2 separate regions of the Gossypium hirsutum genome follow, and region 2 is linked to region 1. Evidence: chromatin contacts called from public Hi-C data. All regions are on one chromosome and are shown on one strand. The core of a region is the stretch at or near the end of the contact, and the rest is flanking DNA. Distances in the headings are between cores, read along the strand shown. Region 1 has its middle 32 kb from the start of LOC107916557. Region 2 holds the start of LOC107916799 (squamosa promoter-binding-like protein 13A).

Region 1 (4,733 bases), core at 666-3,165:
CAACAATATTAACGAAAGATTCGTTAAGAACCGTGAAAGATCGACTAATTGATTTGAAATATCAATATCGGATAGAATTTCTACGAGATTTCAGATCCTAAACTTTAGATCAAGATACACTTACTGAACTTGATGGAATTACAAAGGCTATCAATGATGAATTCAACAATCGTTATAGAACCGATTTATCGAGGATTGATTTTACATCGAGAGAAAAAATAATTTTAGCAATTGAATGACCAATTTGATGAAAAAAAAAGGAGAGAAAAGAAAAAAGAGAATAAATAGAAAGATAGAGAGAAATTCTATTAGGATTTGAAAATGGGCAAGGAAAAGAAGATAAAAAAGATAGTAGAATTCTAATTCTATTGGAATTTTGAGAAAAGGTAAAATATTAAGTCAAATTATGATAGAATTTGGTCAAACTCCTAGGGTTTGTAAACCCTAAGGGCGTCACCTACAATTTTTCCAATATTTTGCCAAAACTTGAAATTAAAATCAAAAGGAAGGAGGAGAAGGCTCAAGCTTTAGTCACTTAAGGAAGCTAATGCCTTAACCATTAAGCTATTGCTCATTTCTTGTTTGTCTTTTACTTTTAATTATATGAATACATTTTTGGGGTGTTTTTGGTGAAATTATAAAATAAAAAAAGAAGAATGGATTTGAACTTGAGTGAATTAGGAAGGAAACTAATGTGCTAACCATTTGGCCTAAACCCATTTCTTGTTTAATTTTTACCTTATATAATATTTGTTTTAATGTGGATTTTATCCTAGGTTGTTGAAAATTAAAAGGAAAAGAAATGGGAGGAGTTAGGTTTGAATCTAAGCTCTTTCGGGAAGGAAGCTAACACTTAATCACTCAATCTATGACTTATTTCTTGTTGTATATATTTATTTTGAGTTCAATTTAAATATTCTTTATTAATTTACACATTTACTCAATTTTTTTCTTATTAACTTATTTAACTTTATAGTTTTTAACGCATTCCTATTCTAGTTTATATACAATAATTAATATTCATAGTAAAGTCTTCATTATCAATATTTTGATTCATTTTACCCCTATTCCAATTAGGTTCTAACTCAATTAAAACACACTATTTTCAAATTAAACCTCGTAATCAAGTTTTGTTTTAGATTAATATAATAATATTTTATTATATTATTTTAATACTTTAATTAATTATTTATGACCCTAATTTTGGTTTCTCTTTCAAACCCTGATAGTGAAATTAAAATGTTTTTAATATATGGAATTCAACTAAATAGAGAGTTGTTGTCTGTTATTCTGACAACCACTGTAACATTCCTATACTTGATCCAATAGTCGGGTGAGGTATAAGGGTGTTACATGTACTACTAGAATATCTTTGCCTTTAGTTTTAACTATCAGAGGTACTAACTTGGGGGAAATGTAATTTATATACCACTTTGAACAAAAAAAGAAAAACAGCAAAATGAGAAAAATGATATAATTTAAGTATCAGTTTGTGGGTTAAGCTAAGGGAAGCTTATCAATCCATTAATTATATTTTAGATTAAATCTTTATATTTAATTTGATACATCAATATTTATAATATTATATATTAATCTAAATATATCGTTAATTTTTTTTATTATTTCAAATCTATTATAATATCTTTTTTACACATAATTATTAAATAAATATTTTAAAAAAAATTAGAGTGTCAAATCTAATAAAAAAAATTTAATAATATTAACATTTATACCTAAATTTTACATAAAAAATACAAACTTAAAATAATTTTTAATTTTTTAATTTTAACTATATAAAAAATGAATTTTGTTTGATATAAAGGCCTACGAGTTAAGTAGTATCTAAGCTAATCATAGGCTTACTAGATGAGACAGGTTCGGAGGTGGTGGTAACAATATAGGCTAGGCTAGCTAGCTAGGTAGCTAATGCTATAGCGTGCAAACGATGTCGTACGGTCTCTTTCAAATTGTAGCCCCTGCACTATTAAATCTTTACACTAAAAATTAAAAATTTAATTACCTTAATTTTCGATTAAATTACGTTTGTATAGCAGAATCTATAAAGCAAAATAGTTAATTACTTCCCTACCTAACTATTATAACATCCAGCTTTTCGAAATTAAATATTTTAACTACTCTAAATTAAATAAATTTTTTTATTGATTTAGCAATAAAATTAACCTTTTAATATTTACATATTTTTTAAATTTGATCTTAAATATAAAAATGAATAAAAAAATTTAGCCCTTAATATTTACAAAATTTTTTATTTTAGTTATAATTATAAAAAATCAATAATTTTAACCCTCAATATTTATAAAATTTACCAATTTAGTCTTAACTTTAAAAATTAAAATCATTTTTAGCCCTTTAAAATCATTTTCCAAATCCACTTTTGTTTCAGCCCATTGTTTTGCATAGGCTCAGTCACGTGTTTGGTAAAGCAATAGTGTATGAATATTTTGTTACCTCTTTCTTACCCATATAATATATAATAAATTAAAAATATCTAAAATGGTATCCCACCACCATTAATTACAGGAATAGTATCTTTAGAGTGGTGCAAAGGCAACACTGGTTGAGGGCACGCTACAGGCGACACCACAGTTTTGTCCACATCAAATTTTTTTTCATACTATTACAGTATATAATAAATTTATTTATACTAGTTCAGTGAATAATAAAATAAAAATATTTCATAAATTTTAACTCAATGGTCTCAATTTTTTACTTACATAAAAAATTATGTTAATAAAGCAAAAACTATCAAAACAAAATAAACCTAAAAGGATTATATGTTGTTATTTGCATCTAAAAATTAACAATAAAAAAAATAAAACAGAAACATATCTGCACACTTTCTTTCATATAACCTTCTTTTATTATAAAAAAAATTAAAATCTAAATAAATCAAAAAAAACATTTATAACCTATAAATCACAATAAACAATAAACTAAACAAATAATTTATAAATACTAAAAGAATACCTCTTTTAATCTTTTCTGTTTAAACCCTAAACAAAATCTTCTTTTAATTTTTTTAAACCCTCTTTTTGGTTTAAACTTTAAACAAAACTTTCTAATCTCATTTTTTTTAAAACCCTAAACAAAATCCTCTTTTAAATTTTTTTAGACCCCAAATCTCTTTTTTCTTTCTTTTTACCTTGTCCTCCCCTTCTCTTCTCTAATGTGTATTCTCTTTTTTTCATATTGGGGAACCATGGACCAAACTCCAAATTCACGCAATGTATATTTAAATCGGTGTCGTCTACCAGCCAGCCTCGACCATCAAAAATTCAATTTTTTTTTACCAAATTATTGACATGTGTCGGGAAAAAGGGGATAATTAATGGTGGTGGAATACTATTTTAGATATATATTTTTAATTTTATATTATAGAGTAAAAAAACCTATTTCAGTATTTTGTTTATTACTTTTTAAATTTTAAAGGCATATAAATCAAAATAAATTTATAATCAACTTTTATAATTCCAACCGGAAAATAAAATTTGTGCCAAAAATGAAAAATAATTATGATTAATGATAATTTTTTTCTTCAATCTCTATTTGACGAAAATGATATTTTGTGAATCATATATAGAGAAATAATTACAAATATAATATGGGAAATACAGTTTATGATTTTGTAATATCCAACATAATTAATTAAATATAGATATGTATTACTTTTGTAATTTATTTTAATTATTAAACAATTTTAAATTTTAATATTTACATAATATATGAAATATCTTAACAATATTTATATTTAAAGTTACAATATAAATTAAACAGTTTAAATATTTATTTACAAATAGATTAAAGTAATGCGAAACATAGAGTAAGACATAATTTATCTTCCATAGTTCCAATTAAACTTTTTATAAAATAATTAGAAGGTACTTTAATCGAATTTTTTAATTAATTTTAGAACTTTATAATTATATTTTTCAAAAATAAAATATTACGAATTTACAATCTTCTTTATATATAATAAAAGTTTCTTTAAGGTTCCATTCTTAACATTTTTTACTTAGGTACAATTTTTTATAGATAAAGTACAAGTGGAAATAATATTTAATAAATGGCTAAATGGGTAGAAAAGTCCTCCAACTTTTGCAAAAAGAAAATCAATTGATCCTTTACACGAACACACCCAACTAAATTTCATAACTTAAAAACTGCATCAATTAAGCCTTTTAATTGACAATTTTCGTCATTGATCATGATTACCGTTAAATCTTATAGACATGTCACTTAACAAGTGGCAATTATAATTTTTTTTTACATCGACTAATGGCATAACATTTTCTTTTATTTTAAAAGAAATTTTATACCAAAATTATTAAAAAGTAAGCGACTTGATTAATTATTTTTATTAACCCAAAATCCCTAAATAAAACCCTAAAATAGCATTTAAAGAAAACGTATGCCTCCATTTTCTTCTTCCCCAGCAAGCTATTATATCTAAAATATCAAAGAATTTCTTTTCTTTTACGTTGTTGATTTAATGTATGGTTGTTGTCTCACGAACTCTTTTTTCTTTTATTATAAAAATTTCAACTAGTATCCTGCTAAACCAACCCAATCTCTTGATTTTATCTTTTAGGGTTTGGAAAGATGGCAATGTCATCATGTTTCACTGTCTAAAGGTAGCAAAACAAACATGCACTCATCGGTTTGCTGGCAGTACAAGAGAGAAATTGTATACTATTATTGTGATGTCAAATGCC
Region 2 (4,914 bases), core at 873-3,372, 240 kb before region 1:
TTGAGGTTTTCTCCGTCTTCGGTTATGTCCATCGAGACGCTTCCTGCAGCTTCGTTTTCCTTCATCGAACTCCACCAAACAATGAAACCTGCATTCACCATAAACTAATCACTTATCATTACGAAATGCAACAAAAAAAGAATGGAACACAAGGGGCAGGCAGGATAAGAGCACTTTATGAAATTGATTTCCATTTCTCTTGCAATCCAACAATGGTATTACACATCAGACATCAAAACACAAGCATTAAAGCTGCTGTAATTATTTAATTACCTGCTGCATTGCTGGCAAAACCGTTGTTCTTGACCCCTTATAATAACTTTTGGGGTTTTAGAGTGGACTTCACATACTTTATGGCGTCGATGGTAGTCCCTGCATTGGCTGAGGTCTGCAGTGCAACCGTCGACTAAGCATGAAGGTACTTGGTTTCGATTGCCAGGAGGTCGAGCCCTTTTAAACGGAGCAGATGATGATGGTTCCATGAATCAACAGGGACCCGCAGCACCCTTAAAATATATATCTTCAAAATAACTCAAATCGTAAATGCCAAGCCAAGCTCGATTCACCTATAGAGCTTCTGGACTTTAACCGCTCAATATTGATGCAACATCGCCCATCACCTTTCTCCACATGAACAAAATCAGAATCAGACCAACAATTCCAGAAGTAGAATATTTGCTTGCTAATACATAAAAATATCAAATGAAGGGTAGTTCACAATTAATTACATTTAGCTATGATAAGTTTAATTGTAGAAATGAATTGTATATATCTTAATGAAATTCACCAATACTCGATACATTTTAATGTTCCTTAAACAAAATTTCACATTGAACTTACTTTAGGAAAGAGTTCGCCCTGGTTTGACTTTTAAATTTGTCGTACGATGTGGCTTTTGGAAAATATATATGAGACCTAATGAAGCTTTCTCTACTCCTCCTAGCATCCAAGAAGTAACATGTGAAAGAGAAGAAGAATGATGAAGGAAAATAATAATAAATAATAGCAATATACCCTAAAACGAAATAATAATACAACTTTTATGGTAATCGAATGCTCGATACATATGTCACTGTCACATCATTAGAGTCAGCCCAACCACAAAAAAATGGAAGATATTTAAGGATGAAAAGGCCAATATTACCACAAAATTAGTTTTTTTTTTCTTCAGATGAAAATAATCCGAATTGGAGATTTAAAAAAAACTACATTAATCATTGGAAATGTTAATGAAGGATGATGGAAGCTAGAACTTGTGCTCATGTAGTAGAAATATATATAAAATTGTTGTTCAAATAGGGTGTTTCCTAAAGTAGAGACATTTTCTTTTTCTTTGGAGTTTGAGCACAAGTTGGCACCACCACTTTCATTGACTGAAAAAGGGAAGACTTCATATGGGTCTTTGTTTCTTTTTTTAACCCGTGACATAATTATATCAGTACAACGTGTAGAGGTTCTAACAGAAGAACCCTACCATTTTTACAGAGATTTGTATTGGAAGACCTTTGTATTGTTTGATGGTATATTTTATCACTGAATTATCTAAATTTCATTTCATTTGAAATTATACCATAACAATTAGTAAATAGAAGGAAGTGACTTGAAATCTATACTAAAAATTAAAGGGACAGTTAAAGAAAAAGAAGCTAAAAGGATACCTTAGAGAGAATCCCAGAAATCTAGCAGAGGAGGGGAAGAATCTTATCTTGGGAAGTTGTGGACTGGGAGTTTGAGTGAAAAGGAGAGGGAGAAAAGGGGGGAACTGTGGAGTGGAGGAAGTAGTGTTAAACAAGTTGCAAAAGAAGAGAGGAGTTTGGATGGGTAGCCATTAAAAAAAAAAAGGTTGGATGAAAAAGAAAAAAGAGTTAGAAAGCAAAGAGAAAGGGGGTGGGATTGAGGGATTGCATGAAAATGGAAGTAAAACAAAGAGAAATGGATAATGGTATTCAAGTGATGGAGAGAAAGAAGGAGAGATAAAGCATGAAAAAGGCAAGAACCGGGGGGGGGGGGGCAGGGGGTTGATCTTTCTTTCCAACTCTCTTTCAGTCTTCACTTCCTTTTTTAGGTTTAGAGCCTTGAAGCAAGTATTTATTGTAATAAAAATATTCAGATTTAGAAAACTAGTGGAGTGGGCAGGAAAAAGGACCAAGGTTGTAGCCAATGCTTTAAATCTTGTGGACTTTTCAAAACAAATTTCACTCTTCATTCTTTCCTTCATGTTTCTTTGTTTCATCCTTCCTTCTTGTCTATTTACTCTTTACCTTCCTTTCATTTCTTTTTCCTTACAAGTGTCTCAATTCCTTTATTCTTATTATTAAATTTATTTGATAATGAGATTTTAAACATTTCTTCTAATAAAAATCATTAATAAATTAAGTATTAAAAAAATAAAGATATTATTCATAAAAATTTAGGCTCCGTTTGTTTTACTGAAAAAGACTTGTAGAAAATGATTTACTTTTTTAGAAAAATTAATATTTTTTGGTATTTGGATGAATCTATGTAAAATATTTTCTGTTATTTTGTAGATTTCTTTAAAATATTTCATAAAAGTTGTTTTTAATTAAACAAATATATATTTGAGATTTTCTTCTTCTTTTTTTTGCATTGTTTAATTGAATTTATTTTTATCTATACTTTTATTTTTTACATTGTTTTTGCATATATTAAAAATATTATGTTAAATTCAGATTCATTACAACTTTATTTTTTTACTTAAATGACTACTAAGTAAGTATTTTTTATTTAAAAATGTGACATCAACAAAATTGACAAAAAAAATTAACGATGTCAACAATTGGACTTGATTTTTAAATTTGAAAAGTAAAGGGACTAAATTCTTGAAAATAAAAGTACAAATACTAAATTATAAGTCCGTGAAATGTACATAGGCTTATGACATATTTTAACTTTTATACTATAAAATATTTATTATTAATATATTTACAATTGTAATAAATATTTATTAGTAAAATATTAATATTGAATATTTTCAATAATATGTGAATAGTATTATTTAAAATTATTATTTTATCTTGAAACTTTATTTTCATTTCTTTTTTTCATTAACTTTCTTTTAAATATAATATTTTATAACCCTTGATACAAAATTGGTTAAAGAAAATGGGAAAACCTTTAAAAAGAACACTTTAGATTTACTCTTATTGTTAACAATATAATATTTCCCTCAAGGTACATAGACATAGTGCTCAAAGTTGGTCTTTGAAATTGGAAATTAAATCTAGAGTTAAAAAATATAGCTTTGAAAATTTCAATTGTTCAATGAATAATTATATAAGAAAAATTATGAACATTTAATTTTTCATAAGAAAAAAATGTGAAAGAAATTAATTGAACTTTTTTTTGTTACATTGATAATGATTTTTTTATAAACTTATTAAGTGGTTATTATGTGTTCTATTTATTTTTAATTTTTAAATCCGCAATAAGCAATAAGTATCACTAATAATCTGATTTAGTGTTAAATCATTTACCAAATTAAGTAAAAACTAAAATTATGCTAGTCAAAGTAAAAATTATTTTTTTACAAATATTAAATTATTTATATAATTTTATTATATATTATATTTTTAAAATTTATATTTTCTATTATTTTTAATAGTGTTTAGTTAATTTATAACACCAACTTCTTAAAAATATAAACAAAAAGGGTTTGTACCGAATTGGATAATTTCAACCATAAATAAAACAATTAGTAGATGCAGAATGCTTCTATTTTAAAAGTTGAAAGTTTTGGTTAGGAAGTTTGAGGATCAGATTGATAGAATATTTAAGTATTGAGGACTAAATGTGTTATTATACTAGTTAGAAAAAAGCTTTTTGTTATCAATTTAACGATGGGTGACCAAAATAGGAACGAATTCAAATGTTAGTGCCTAAATTGAATTTTTTTGAAGTTGGGTGACCAAAACTGTAACACGAGAATAGTTGGGTGACCATTTATATAGTTTACCCTAAAATAAAAAATTATCATGTTGGGTTATGTATCTCTATTTTAACTTAATATTTCTATAATTAAATGTGTAATGCTTTAATTATAAATATTTAATTCTTTTGAGAGTAGATTTGTCGTAATTTGATACGTCAAATTAGGCTCTTTCAAATACTTAATAAGCTTGTTCTCAAGTAGTTTAAGAGTCTTTTTAATGCTTTTTTACCAATTATTAGATTTTTGTTTCAATGTTAGTTTTTGCTACATTTTGATATTTTTGAGAATCAAATTGACAAAATTGTGCCATTGGAAGTCTAATGGTTGATTTGAGCTTGTGTAAAGAAGTGATTGAGGCAAAAACATAAGGAGGGCCTCTATTGTGGCCAATGTCGCGACACCGGAGCCTAGATGTTGCGACATTAACACTTTCTATCACCCTTCAAGGACTTGGACTTCACCAATCTACAATTCAAGTAGACTATCAAGGGTGTCGCGAACTGAACCTTATGGTTACAACTTCAAGCTCTCGAGGTAGCAACTCCAAACCATACATCAAAGTGAAGGAGGCCAAATGGATTGTGTTCTAAGTCGCGACACCGCAAGCTAATGTCAAGAAACTGAAGCTCCTCAAACCTTCTCTTGTGCAAACTGTCATGGATGTCGTGGTTGAAGCTTGACGGGTGAAAATTTGCAAGGGAAATTTTATGTCCAATCAAGCTTAAACCATCCACATTTGAAAGGGAATTTTTGTCAATTTTAAGTTTAGTGTGTCAGGTTATTTAAAGCCCTTTATGACACAAAAAGCTAGACATTCCTTTCATCATCTTTATTCCCTTAATCATTTTAGATTCCTAGGTTTTTCCTTTTCTAGGTTAGACTTTATTTTTACCATTTTCAATATTTTCTACACTTTTTCCTCTTTAGACTCAAAAAGGTCCAAGAATGTCTTGAACTCTTTTAGG

Evidence for each region. Hi-C and Micro-C count contacts between places; a contact is called where the count stands out from the background.
Region 2: a contact with region 1 is called in a Hi-C map of leaf, with 2.4 times the contacts expected there. The contact joins the promoter of LOC107916799 here to the enhancer-like site in region 1. A contact is called at or near these places in 9 of 34 Hi-C or Micro-C datasets (anther, callus, fibers and 3 more).

What each region holds. Positions count from the first base shown.
Region 1 is chrA01:93,369,428-93,374,160 of Gossypium_hirsutum_v2.1, reverse strand. No RefSeq gene overlaps it. Among protein-coding and RNA genes, the nearest start is that of LOC107916557, 32 kb to the right of the region's middle. Within about 2 kb of position 1,915, at least 3 of the 9 cell types and tissues checked have an H3K27ac peak or open chromatin away from gene starts, as enhancers often do. A contact at or near this core is called in hypocotyl and leaf, where this site is marked.
Region 2 is chrA01:93,607,598-93,612,511 of Gossypium_hirsutum_v2.1, reverse strand. It overlaps LOC107916799 (squamosa promoter-binding-like protein 13A), which reads right to left and starts at 2,122. Exons shown (of 4, transcript XM_016846173.2): 1 at 1,659-2,122; 2 at 274-620; 3 at 1-88. The coding sequence starts at 482.